Regions from separate parts of the Mus musculus genome. Here all the other regions are linked to region 1. Evidence: chromatin contacts called from public HiChIP or PLAC-seq and promoter capture Hi-C data. All regions are on one chromosome and are shown on one strand. The core of a region is the stretch at or near the end of the contact, and the rest is flanking DNA. Distances in the headings are between cores, read along the strand shown. Region 1 holds the start of St6gal1 (beta galactoside alpha 2,6 sialyltransferase 1). Region 2 overlaps St6gal1 (beta galactoside alpha 2,6 sialyltransferase 1). Region 3 has its middle 28 kb from the start of Rtp1.

What was found. Promoter capture Hi-C pulls out the DNA fragments that hold promoters and counts their contacts. HiChIP or PLAC-seq counts read pairs in DNA pulled down with a chosen protein or histone mark.
Region 2: a contact with region 1 is called in an H3K27ac HiChIP or PLAC-seq map of microglia, with 3 times the contacts expected there. The contact joins the enhancer-like site here to the promoter of St6gal1 in region 1. A contact is called at or near these places in 9 of 39 promoter capture datasets (the 3T3-L1 cell line, HPC-7-derived erythroid cells, the SN4741 cell line and 5 more), 1 of 15 datasets of contacts at CTCF or cohesin (large pre-B cells), 4 of 484 Hi-C or Micro-C datasets (the AML12 cell line, neurons, spermatogonial stem cells and 1 more), 9 of 115 datasets of contacts at active chromatin or transcription factors (bone marrow-derived macrophages, craniofacial prominence, embryonic hindbrain and 5 more) and 5 of 9 other capture datasets (adipose tissue, embryonic stem cells, liver and 2 more).
Region 3: a promoter capture Hi-C map of the SN4741 cell line shows a contact between it and region 1, with 2.6 times the contacts expected there. The contact joins the enhancer-like site here to the promoter of St6gal1 in region 1. A contact is called at or near these places in 3 of 39 promoter capture datasets (the SN4741 cell line and liver) and 1 of 9 other capture datasets (liver).

What each region holds. Positions count from the first base shown.
Region 1 is chr16:23,222,018-23,226,384 of GRCm38.p6, forward strand. It overlaps St6gal1 (beta galactoside alpha 2,6 sialyltransferase 1), which reads left to right and starts at 2,723. Exons shown (of 8, transcript NM_145933.4): 1 at 2,723-3,212. It overlaps BC106179 (cDNA sequence BC106179), which reads right to left and starts at 3,467. Exons shown (of 3, transcript NR_152126.1): 1 at 3,451-3,467; 2 at 1,768-2,427; 3 at 1-1,478.
Region 2 is chr16:23,356,515-23,360,526 of GRCm38.p6, forward strand. It overlaps St6gal1 (beta galactoside alpha 2,6 sialyltransferase 1), which reads left to right. Exons shown (of 8, transcript NM_145933.4): 8 at 1,115-3,836. The coding sequence ends at 1,356. Among named protein-coding and RNA genes, the nearest start is that of Gm30814, 32 kb to the left of the region's middle. Within about 2 kb of position 2,322, at least 7 of the 459 cell types and tissues checked have an H3K27ac peak or open chromatin away from gene starts, as enhancers often do. A contact at or near this core is called in microglia, where this site is marked.
Region 3 is chr16:23,454,800-23,458,598 of GRCm38.p6, forward strand. It overlaps a transcript of Masp1 not described here. Among named protein-coding and RNA genes, the nearest start is that of Rtp1, 28 kb to the left of the region's middle. Within about 2 kb of position 1,967, at least 67 of the 459 cell types and tissues checked have an H3K27ac peak or open chromatin away from gene starts, as enhancers often do. A contact at or near this core is called in the SN4741 cell line, where this site is marked.

The DNA.
Region 1 (4,367 bases), core at 1,473-3,972:
TTTGCCAGTGGCTTGTTGTGACTATTACAAAGCAACACCTCATTTATACTCACCAGTAAATGGCCTGAAATGATTACTGTGAAGGACAGGACCTAAGACACCGAGGGACTGTCTAAGTCTATTAAGAATGCAGCAACAAGGGGGGGGTGGGTATGGGGGACCTTTGGGATAGCATTGAAAATGTAAACGAGGAAAATACCTAATAATAATAATAATAATAATAATAATAATAATAATAATAATAATAATAAAGAATGCAGCAACAAAACCACCACAAGTTAGGTGATTTAAAGCACTTGGAAATATATTCTTCATCATTCTGAAGTCTAGTAGGCCCAAGGTCTAGGTGACATCAGCTTTGGCAACTGGTGAGGACAGACATCTTGTCTGTAGCTGGTGCCTTTTAGCTTCTCTTAATGAGGTAGAAGGACATGCCTGTGTCTCCTTGGTAAGTGGTCTCATTCAAGATAATGTTGCCCTCATGACTATTTGCCTCTCCAAGATCTCATCTCCTAATGCTATCCATTGAGTGCAGGTTGAGATTTCAGCATAGGAATGGAGGGTACATTCAGATAGTGGGAGCAGAAGTTATGGAATGTGGACTTCTAAGGAAAGCAACCAGCACGATAACCTATATTCCTATAGCCTGCAGCTCTATAGCCCCCAACCAGCATGATGAACTACATTCCTATAGCCTGCATCTCTATAGCCCCCGACCAGCATGATGAACTACATTCCTATAGCCTGACAATCTATAGTCCCCGACCAGCATGATGAACTATATTCCTGTAGCCTGCAGCTCTATAGTCCTGAGATATAGTTCAACATTTTGTCTCTCATTGCAGGTCAGAAGGCCTTACTGATGAAAGAGCCACTTTGGAAAGCTACCAGATGGTGATGCCCCTGCAGTTTTTCTGGGAATATCCCTACATGTCTATTTATCTGTTCTAGACCCCCCCCCCCCCCAGGGCTTCTTTTTAGGTTTGCCACAGTGTGTGGGTATTATCAATGTGGCAAGTTCAAAACCCAGAGTGAACCCCTTCCCTTTCCCCCCCATTGACTGGTTAGAGTTCTAGAAAATAGAACTTAAGAGTAGATGCTGTATCCCATTTTAAAAGAGTCTCTTTCCTATTGTATGGTTCTTAGTTCTTAAATTGAGTGGAAACAAGAGGGAGGTTGAAAGAAAGGATTGAGGCTTTCAATGAACGTGAGGGATACTGAGATTTCTCAAGGGCCTGGGTGACTTAATTTCCTCATCCACAAGTGGGTTTAACACCTTACTGTGTATAACACTGAAACCAGCACTGTGTCTTTGGTGATTCTTGTCTAGATGCCTTTTCTTCATTTCCTGTGTCAGCGTCACAGTTCAGGTGCTTAAGCGATCTCCACTGTCTGTCAGCTCCCAAGTCAGTCTGAGATTCTCACTTAAAGTCCTCGCTCCTGTTTCCATCTTCAAGAACCGCGACCGAAGAATCTACCTAAAGCACAAGGATGCACTGTGAGCCATGCATTAAAATCGTTTAATGGCCTCTTAATGTAGAACAAAATCTTCGACTTTCAGTTAGCACCCTTTCAGAAACAGTCACCCGGGGTCTGCTTTCATTGGCTCACAGCAGAGTGCACTATTATGAGCATGCTCAGTAGGCTAGACTCTACGTTACTTGCTCCACATAAATCATTTCGTGTAAACATGATCCTTAGTGCTGTCTTCTAGCTCTCCATGTTGCAGAAGAGGAAAGAATGGCCCAGAAAGACTGTGGAACTCACCCAAGAACAAATAGCTTCTTGGCCACAGAACTGAATTCACTGTCTGGCACTTTCTGATTTGGGTCTCTGGCTCCAGAGCAGCTGGGGGAGGGTGAGCAGCTAGGGGCTCAGAATCAAAGGATGGAGGAAGACAATCTGAAAGACAGGTGCTGGGGAGGAGGCGGCAATCTTTTCTTTCCCAGGTTGGTGGTGGGAAGCGGCTATCTGGACTTGAAGAGAACGCTCTGGTCCTGGCTCCAGCAATCTTACTGTAGAGGCTATTTTGCTACACAGAAAACCCAGACCAGCAATTTTCTGCGTTCTTGGAGCTCTATTTGATTCCTCTCCCAGCTCAGAGGTGGATATTTGGGATGTGATTACTGCCTCAGAGTAGTCAAATCTCTTCTCTAGGATAGAAAGGACCGAAGGAGCGGCCAGATGGTGGCTTCCAGTTCTCTTACAGAGGAAAGTTTTCAGTCTTTCGGAAGTGGTCTGTGGGTAATCAGAGATGGTCAGACTGCCAGACTGCTTCTTCAACAAGATGTTTCCTCCTGACTTCTCCAGCAGCCGTATCCTAAGCCCAGTGGAAGGAAGGTGCCCGGCTGTCTTTACCTTTGTAACCGGGTCCTGCCTGCCTGCGTACCTACTGTGAGAGTTCCAGGTCGCAGGACTCCAGAACATCTAAAAAAAAAAAAAAAAAAGTTTGACAAGGCTGTGTACAGGATACACTTAATGTTGGGGGATTTTTGTTAAACTCTAAATACTACAGTCTAAGATGTATGTGTCCTACATAAAAATTTGAGTTTTCACAGGGGTTAAATGACTTGTTTGATCAGGATCACCCTGTGCAGAGCCAGGACAAGCACTCTGGTAAGAACGTTTTCGCCAGATAACACTGAATCCAATCCATCGGGACACGCAGGGGGTGGGGGTGGAGGCAGCATTTGGGCTTCCTTGCCTGCCGCATTGCTCCGCCCCAAAGGCTTGCTCTTTGTGGACAGACTGCAAGATTCCCTGCATTACGGGGAGCCCTAAGCAGGCACCTTTAACCTTGAGCCTGCTCGCTAGCGACCTCCAGAGGGCCAGGATGGTTTGGGACCGGTGTGATAGAGCACTTTTCTAGTTTTAACGACTCTATTTGCATAACGGAGACCAAGCGTCCTCCCGCCGGTCTGCCGTGCTTTTCTTCCCTCCTTCCCGGTCCTCTGTACCCTCATCTGTGCTCCCTCTCTGCTTCCCAGAAGATCCGTTCTCAAGGGGACTCACTCGGAGCTTGAGTCCCGGGCTCTTCTCCCTCGGCCCGGCAAGATCCAGAGGCACCTGGGGGAGTGGAGTTGAGCGCCAGCCTGGGTTGGGGAGCCGCCCTGGCACTGCCCGACCCTAACAAAGGGAATCGGACTGCGCGCCGTGCGAGCGCTCGGTGGGCTCAGCGACCGCAGCCGCCTTCCCGATTGAGAGAGCTGCAAGTGAGTAGGGGCGAGGCGGGCGGCACGGGTCTGAAGAAGGAGTGCAGGGGTGCGCTGAGAGGCAGCCCTAGCTGCGGGAGTAGGAGCCGCCGCCCCGGGCTGGGGATGTCTGTCGCGGGTCCAGGGGAGGGACCGCCTTGGCCTCCCCTCCCTAATCCCCCACCCCCACCCCCACCCCCCGGCACGCCAGCCTGCGCACCCATAACAAACCCACGTGTGCGGGGACGCAGGAACCTACACTGCAGCGTCTGTATTGTGTAAGGCGTTGACTCGCGGAGTGAGGGTCTCTTTAGATCTTGCCCACTTTGGTAACAGAGCAGGAAAACAAGCCCGGTGGAAGGAGAGGGGGAGCGCAGGCACCACAACAAACGCACGTGTGCCCCGGCTGAACCTCTTTTGGTCAGGTTATTGTTCCAGCCAAACCAACGGGTGCGGCGCTTGGAGGCCACCTACTACTGCTGGAGAGGTGGGGACCTTTCGCAGCGGTGCTCTGTGAAGGGACGGACTAAACCTGTTGATTTTTAAAGGAAAAAGAAAATACAAACAAGAAAGAGCCGACAAAAAGCCCCCACCCCACCCACACGTATGCTTCACCCATTGGCACGGGTTTGGAGGTGAAACCTACAAGCCCTCATCTCTTCTTCGAGATTTTCTTAAGAGTCGTGGGCTGAACTAAGGATCTGTAGGGTACCCTTCTAAAATAGACCCTGCCCGACACACCATTGTCCCCGTGCACTGGCGACTGCCCCTGTTGGGGAATCTCGAGCGCCTCCCTAGCTTGCTGAAAGAATAGTTCATTTTAACAAAATCCACCAGTGAGGTCTTGGGTTTTGCTTGCTCTTCGCCTGGGAGCTCCCTGTGGCTAGACATTTCAGGTGTCACTGGCCCTGGCCACACAAGGCCAACGGGGGCCCCTCGTCTAGACGGGGACGTATCGGAGGCTCGCAGAGGTAGGTCCACTGTTTGCTGTGCTTTCCCCTTAACTTTCACTCTGCTCACGCAGCCGGATTTTTAGCGTATTGAGGTCTGGGCTTGTCAGCTCTGAGGAAAAGTTGAGGACAGGAAGGGGGCGGTGAACGGATCCTAGGCGACCTGTGCAGGAGTGACAGCATTTTACCAATCTGATGCTGCACCTCGAGTAGTCCCTGTGGAGAC
Region 2 (4,012 bases), core at 1,072-3,571, 130 kb after region 1:
TTTTTATTCTTAAGAGGTCTGCTGAGGGAACTTAGTCAGGCATCCAAGGCCACATTCAGTTTGGGCCACAATGAGGAGACTGCCATCCTGTTGTAAGAGAGAAGGCCCCTGGTAGCTGACGGTCAGAGATTTCTATGGAAGAGAGGGGAGCTTGACATGCAGTGATAGTGTAATGGGAGGCACACCCAAAGAGGAGGAAGGGAGGAGATAGGACCTTGGATGGAATAAGCAAGACCCTTGTCTTAGGCTTACAATTCAGAGAGTATGCTAAAGCTTACTAGTCAAGTGATGTTTTAATGCAATATCTTTAAAAATCACAATGCCAGAAATTATAATGAACAACAACAACAACAAAAAGGTTTCATAGGTAACTATGGATAGAAGTGGTAACATTGCTCTGCAGAGTCATGTTGGGAACCTGACACAGACAAAAGTTTATCATACCTCTCCTGGCTTTGTGGATGCTTTAGTTGAAACCATGAGAGAAGCTGGGCTAGCTTGTCTAGATGGGGTCATGTAGGAAACGGGAAGCAGATTTGGGGTGGACTGGGGATAAGGGTACTGAATGCTGGTCAAAGTCTCTCTTCTTAAGCTCTCTCCCTGTCCCTCAGATCTTAATGCCCATCCATCCTTCCCTCCCTTTCTCTTGGGATGGACCACTGGGGCATTCCCATGAATGGACAGGCTGTCTCTGCAGAGGGATGGACACTCCTTCCATGGGCAACTGTAGTGCAAACCTTTAACGAGATGTTTCCAGGGACTCACCACTGTGCAGTTTATCTGTCTACTTCCCATACTAGAGGGCTAACTGTCTTTCACTTATCCTGTGGGTCTGGCATGGTAAAATTTCCCTTAGTAAATGAGCAGCTTAGTTTTCTGCTAGAGGCAGGGATGAAAAGACATAGGGGCCCTTGCAGTACGTCAGCCCCTTTTACCCTCTGCTTCAGCGTTCGGGTAGGTGCATCTGGGCTCTTCCTAGAGCTTTTAGAGCAGCAGTGGTTGGTGTGCTGAGGAACAGACTTCCTGTTGCCCCAGGGCCCTGCTGCTGTCTGCGTTGCCCCTGCCATACCTGTCCCCTCCTAACCACACGCCTCCCCTCTGCTCCCCTCTCTAGGTATCATCATTATGATGACGCTGTGTGACCAAGTTGATATTTACGAGTTCCTCCCATCCAAGCGCAAGACAGATGTGTGCTACTATCACCAGAAGTTCTTTGACAGCGCCTGCACGATGGGTGCCTACCATCCGCTCCTCTTCGAGAAGAATATGGTGAAGCATCTCAATGAGGGAACAGATGAAGACATTTATTTGTTTGGGAAAGCTACCCTGTCTGGCTTCCGGAACAATCGCTGTTGAGCCAGGCATCCTCATCCTTCTCCATAAGTCATTTTATGGCTGCTCTCCTGGTTACCACTGCTTGAAGGAGTGTTTTTATTCAACAGGCCCAGCCTGCTTCTTGCACTCTAGGGAATTTTGTTGGCGAGGGTTCTGGGGCCTCCAGTGTCTGATGGCAAGGAGGCAGACCCAGCCTTCCCTGCAGGCACAGAGTATGGGAGCCCAGATTCTTGCCGTACACATTTCTCCTGACAACATCCTCCTCTCCTTTCACATGAGTAGGGGAAAGAGCCACATTTCTCACCAGGGTTGCCAAAACTAGACTTTGTTTTTTCCAACTGAATGATGTCATCCTAACAAAGGAGCACCTTCCGTGGCTTAAATCTCTCCCTAGGTGGTGATTTCACATCTCCCAGATCATGATTTGTGTCAGATGCAGGGTGGCTTCAGGGAGGGGAGGCAAATAATTGGGACACGGTGGGGAAGCCTACTCAGTTACTCTAGAGTAAAGTTGTTCCCAAGGGTAGTCCCTTTTGATCCTTAATCCTGGGTGCTTATGATCTTGCAAAGGATCTTGGGTAGCTCACTTCCCACTCTCCATGGAGACAGAAGGTACAAAACCTCCCATCTGTCCCCAACCTGATCAGAGTTGAGTAAAAGAGAGAGACACCCAACAGGCAGCTAGAATGCAAACATTCCGTGCGCTCAGTGATTTGGGCTCCTCTCTGAGAGCGTGCTGTCTGTACACCCAGCAGGGGCCAGTTCTACTGTGTTCTTGTTGAGCAAGAGCACTGGGGAAGCTCTTAGAGGAAGAAGAGAAACACACCGTCTTCTTCAGAAGAAGTTTTCACTTTCCCCTTTATCACTGATGTTAGAACATGGAAACCCAAGGTATTTTTGTTAGAAAGTCCCTACCCACATTGGCACCAAGTGCTGCCCCACAGGAGACAGCAGATTAGTCAGATAGGCTGGGGCTCTTTTATTTTATTTTATTGTTTTAGCTGTCTACTCCCTAACCTTCTCCTAATTGCTATCATTACTCTCCCTTACAGCAGGCTTCCCTCCCAAATTACTTTTAATCATTTTCTGTTTTGCAATTACCCCAACTTTCGCTGACCTTATGGGCCCCCCCGCCCCCCATGAAAGGTCTCTCAGGGCATGGGGAATATGGTTTCTGGGACTTAGGTTAGAATCTTAATCATAACTGATTCTCACAAGGGGTGAGGTGTGTGATCACAGATTGCCCTGCTCCCCCTGCAAGGGAGTAGCATTGGTCTCTGGGCAGGGAGGACCCACCCTGTTTGGCAAGCATACTCTCACAAGGATTTTCTGAGACCTCTCTACCTGGTGGGAAACCACAGCAGCCCACTCAGCCCCTGGTGTGGAGTGGTTCAGTGACTTACAGATCAGAATTAATGCTATTGAATCAAGGTCACTGAGACACAGTCTACTGGATTCCCAAGGCTGTGCTCACAGGGCTTCGGTGTTTCGAGCTGCAGACCCACAGTCTCAGAGCTCAGAAACTTGTTTACTGCTGACCCCCTTGCCTTATGCGGGCAATAGAAAGCCCGGAGTGAAAAGCCCTGGCTTTCCAGGTTGACCCCCACTTCCTCACTGTGCCACTTTGTTTCCATATCTGTAAAATGGGGGTGACAATCCTACCTCACAAGGCTGTGTGGGGACCGCAGGAAAACATATATCTGGGCTGTGTGAGGACCACTGGAAAGCACGTGGCTGGGCTGTGTCCACGGTGCATAGGAAGTAGGTACCCTGATGTCTTTCCTTGTTTCCTTATGGAGGGTCACACCCATACTGGGCCTTGCTGCAGGAGAGGGCAGTAGAGAAAAGCAGGGCATCCTTTCTGTTGTGAGGCATCTGCATCATTTGCAACGTGCAGGAGCCTACCTGTCTTGCTGCCTGCACCTCAGGGTGTGCAGAGCATTGGGCTGCTTGGCCGCTGTGGGGGTTAGGTCTAGGGAATTCCTGGCTCATTATAAGGCATCAGGACTGTGGATAGAGTGCCCAGGAAGCTGATGTTCCTTCAAGAGGTCAGCAAGAGGTACATTAGAGATGGAGACTACACTGGGTAGATTCTAGTTTTTAGTTCTTATTAATGTGGGGGAGTAAATTAATAAGTGTAATATGATTCTGATGTCTGTTAGACTTTCTCTGTGCTCTGTAAATGTGGATACTTGAGTAAAGTGGACTACGGAGTGGATGTGGGCGTCACTGTTAGTCTGATGAGGTATTTAGTATTTGCGACAGGTAGTTTAAAATCTGTGACTGAGTGCTATAGGAAAGTGTCTTTCTACGTGGGCACTGACGTCACTAGCCATCTATGCATCCTAAATGCAGGATCCTCTTGATTCCTTCTGCCAATCAAATCTCTCATTGCTCTTGGTTTCCGGGTTTGTGTCAGAAACTTTTAAAACATACCTGTTAATTCTAAATTATCCAAAGATTATGTGCAAATTTTAAAATAAATATCTTTTTCAGAAATCTGCTGCTTCTCTTTATACTTTTCTAAAGGTAATGACTGATTGCCACTTATGTGTCCCAAGGAGACACGTCTGGAAATCGAGTGCCCTGTACTTCAGGAGTCTCTGGCATTGATCTCCCTCTTCAACACTCCAGGAAAAAGTTTATATATTTACTGTGATGGAATCTCAGAGATATT
Region 3 (3,799 bases), core at 717-3,216, 230 kb after region 1:
ACAGCAGGAGGCCCAACGCGTGGCCAGGAAATGATTGCTTGCAGGATATAAATTATACCTCACCTCCATCAGGTTCTCTGGAAACCTCTGTAAGAACTGCTTCCCCCAGCCACTGACGATGACCATGGTTCCTGTTGGACACAGTATGAGGAGAGAGTGAGAGAGGCTGAGGTGAGGGTGCTGAAGATTGCCCTGCCAAGGGCATCATCCTCTGCTGGAGGAGAAAGGGCTGAAATGGCTCCCTCGGAGGGAGAGGGTGGGAGTGCTGCTGAGGTGGAGGGCATTGCTTCTGTGATGGGTTACCTGGTTTCTTGGTTGATCTACCTCAACCTCCTGGCAGCTGGCAAGGCGCTGAGGCTGTGTGAGAGCTGTAATCTCACACATCCTGTTCCCCATGTCTACAGTATTGTTAGGGTGTAGGAAGGAGGTGCCTGGGCAGAGGCTATGAATAAGCAAGGAGCCCAGCATAGAGAGCAACAGGTCAGGCAACATTTTCTCCCCTTGCATCAATTTAAGCCTCAGACTCCATATCTGTGAAACAAAGAGGTAGGACTTGGTAATCCCTAAAACTAGCCATGACATCCTATAAGTTTATGAAATCTCAGATGTGGGGACAATGTGAATCCGGGCTAAGGGTAGAGAAGTCATTGTATTCTTATTTAATAAGGAGGCTTGGATGCAGAAAACATGGCTACATTTAAGTTCTGAGACCATTAACTGTGCTTCCACACCTGCTCCTAAGACATGATGTGCCTCAGCTTTTCTCTTTTCCTTCCTTCCTTCCTTCCTTCCTTCCTTCCTTCCTTCCTTTCCTTCCTTCTTTTCCTTCCTTTCTCCTTCCCTCCCTCTCTTCCTCCCTCCCTCCCTCCTTCCTTCCTCCCTCCTTCCTCCCTTCCTTCCTTCCTTTCTCCTTCCCTCCTTCCCTTCTTTCCTCCCCTCCTTTCTTTCTTTTTTCTCTCTTTCTTCCTTTCTCACTTTCTTTTTTGCATTTTATTAGTTCATTTTATATTTTTATAATGTATTTTGATCATATTCATCATCTCTCTCCCATCTCTTTCTCCCAGATCTATCCACTCCTTCCCTGCTCACTCAACTTTGTGACTTTTCTCCTTTATTTTATTTTATTTTATTTTATTTTATTTTATTTTATCTTTTTCCTTTCCTTTCCTTCGCCTTCCTTTTTCTTTCTTCCTTCCCTTCCTTCCTTTCTTAAACCCTACAGATCTAATCTGTTTAGCCTGTGTTACTATTGGGCATGCGGCCTTTCACTGGAGTGTGGTTAGCCCTCCAGAGGCGGCACCTTTAAATTAAACTGACTCACCTTTTCACAAAAGCTCTCAATTGCCAATATCTCTTCAGTTAGGGTGAGACTTTGTGCCTATCTCCCTTCCCCATGATGGGATTTTGTCTGGCTTGGGCTTGCAAAGGTCTTATGCGTAGTATCACATGTGCGCAGTTGCTCAGTTATGTCCAGAAGAGAGCCTCCCTGTAGGCATCCATCACTTTCTGCCTGCCTCTTCCGCAGAGATCCCTGAACCCTGGCCTGCCAGGGGTATGACACAGATATCTCATTTAGGCCTGAGCAGTCTTATTCTCTGCAACTTGACCAGTGTGGGTCTTTGGGTTAATCTCTATCTTCTGAAGAAAGATGTTTTTCTAGCTTGAGTTGAGAGGTGCAGTAATCTATGGGCATAGCAGTAAGCCACTCCGAAAATGTCCTTCAAGGCTTCTAGGAGGCATAAATAAGTTAGTGAGGGCCAGGAGCTGGAACATGTGAAGTACACAGTGCCTGATTAATCAGAGCCACACAGTTCCTGCCAGCTCACTTCTCTTAAGCATTTCTCAGATTCTGGCTTTTTTATTTTTTTATTTGACATCTTTAATCCTCAGGAAATGAGTGAGGATATGACACACTGAATTCCAAGGAAAAGGAGGCCAGCTGGCCTGGGTTGGCCTCCTGCCCTTAGCTAGACATGTTCTGATTATGGTATTTCATTTTAATAACACAGGCAGCCTGATGGGGCTTTGCGTCCAGTTGAGAGGTGAAGGACTTAAGCTTACTGAGCCTGGTGGCATCCTCAAGATGACTCACCAGGAAAGCCAGCACGATAATTCGAACTGTGCTGGTGATCAACTACTGTCCCTTAGCTACAGCTTGTCCTGCCACCGTTTATTGGGTGTGTAGGGCTGGGCCTTGAAGCTTGAACCCAGAGCATACAAGGCAAGCGATTGCAGGACTCTGTTGCCAGCCTGAGCCACCCCCAGCCATGCTTCTCTCTGTGTGCTACTCTGTCATGCTGGGGGTGACAACTCAACTAATGGGATTTTCAGGAAAGGGGGACACTTTCTACTCTTCCAGGCTCCCTCAGTCCAGCCTCTTACTTCAGTCCCCTCCCCTAGTCTACATGAGATAATTTCTTCCTGCAGGCACATCTCCCTTTTCTCAGAATTTCCCATTTACTTATTTAGCTCACCAATACTTGATGCTAACTCCTCTATTATAGACACTAGGCTGGTTTTGTGTTCCTATATGGAAAACACATACGATTGTTTACCTTGTGCCTAATACAACAACTGTGTCACCATGGAATTAGTTCCAATTTTGTTATAGGGGAAGCAGTAGAAAAATCACACACACACACACACACACACACACACACACACACACACACAGTGTGAGAGGAGGTATCCTACCACAGCCTCAGCAACTCTGGAGGAGACCACTTTGTCGTCGCCGCAGCTGCAGTACAGGATGTGGTCAGGGGACAGATACTGTGCTGGCTAGTCTTTATGTCAACCCGATATAAGCTAGAGTTACCAGAGGGGAGGGAATCTCAGTTGAGAAATATTCTCTATAAGACTGTGCTATAGGCAAACTTGTAGGACATTTTCTTAATCAGTGATTGATGGGGAAGGGCCCAGCCCATTGTGGGTGGTGTCATCTCTGCATTGGTTCTGGGGGCTATAAGAAAGCAGACTGAGCAAGCCACCAGGAGCAAGCCAGTAAGCAGTACCCCTCCATGGCCTCTGCAACAGCTCCTGCTTCCAGATTCCTGCCCTGCTAGAGTTCCTGTCCTGACTTTCTTCAGTGAAGACCAGTAATATGGAAGTGCAAGCCAAATAAGCTCTCTCCTCCCCAGGTTGCTTTTGGTCATGGTGTTTCACCACAGCAATAGTGACCCTGACTAAGATAAGTACCTTCAGTGGAAGGCTGCTCAGGCAGACAGACAGGCATCACAAAGTCGTTCAGCCTCGGGCTCTCTGACAGTTCCACCAGACCAAGGTCGTTCTCAAACGTGCTGGGGTTGTACAGTGGGTGGAGCGTGGTGCGCTTTACATGCAGGTGCTGCTCGTCTTCGTCTGAGCGCCGTCTCCAGTGCTTTCCTGGGCCACGGAAGGTGTGTGAGGCGGTGGATGCTTGCTCCCTATCAGCCCCAGCCCATCTAGTACCTGGTCTAGCCTTAAGTCCTTCTGTCTGCTACCACTCTCTCAGTCATCCTGTCCTACCTTCCATACCCCTCATAGGCTCATGGTTCCACCTCTGACATTATTATCAACCAGAGAGTCTAGTTGACAATAATCACCCTTTATGGTCTGGGTTGTATGTTGACTGCTTAATGAGGCCTCTCCTGTACTTCAGTTAGAGGCTTTTGCTATGTGATAATCCAGGCTTAGAAAGACAGCTACTGTGTATTCTCTCTCACATATATATATCCTAGCCTTGGACTATTACATATGCATATGTAGCTAGAAGAATATATGAGCAAAGACCAGGAGACTAGAATGGGACCCACATGTA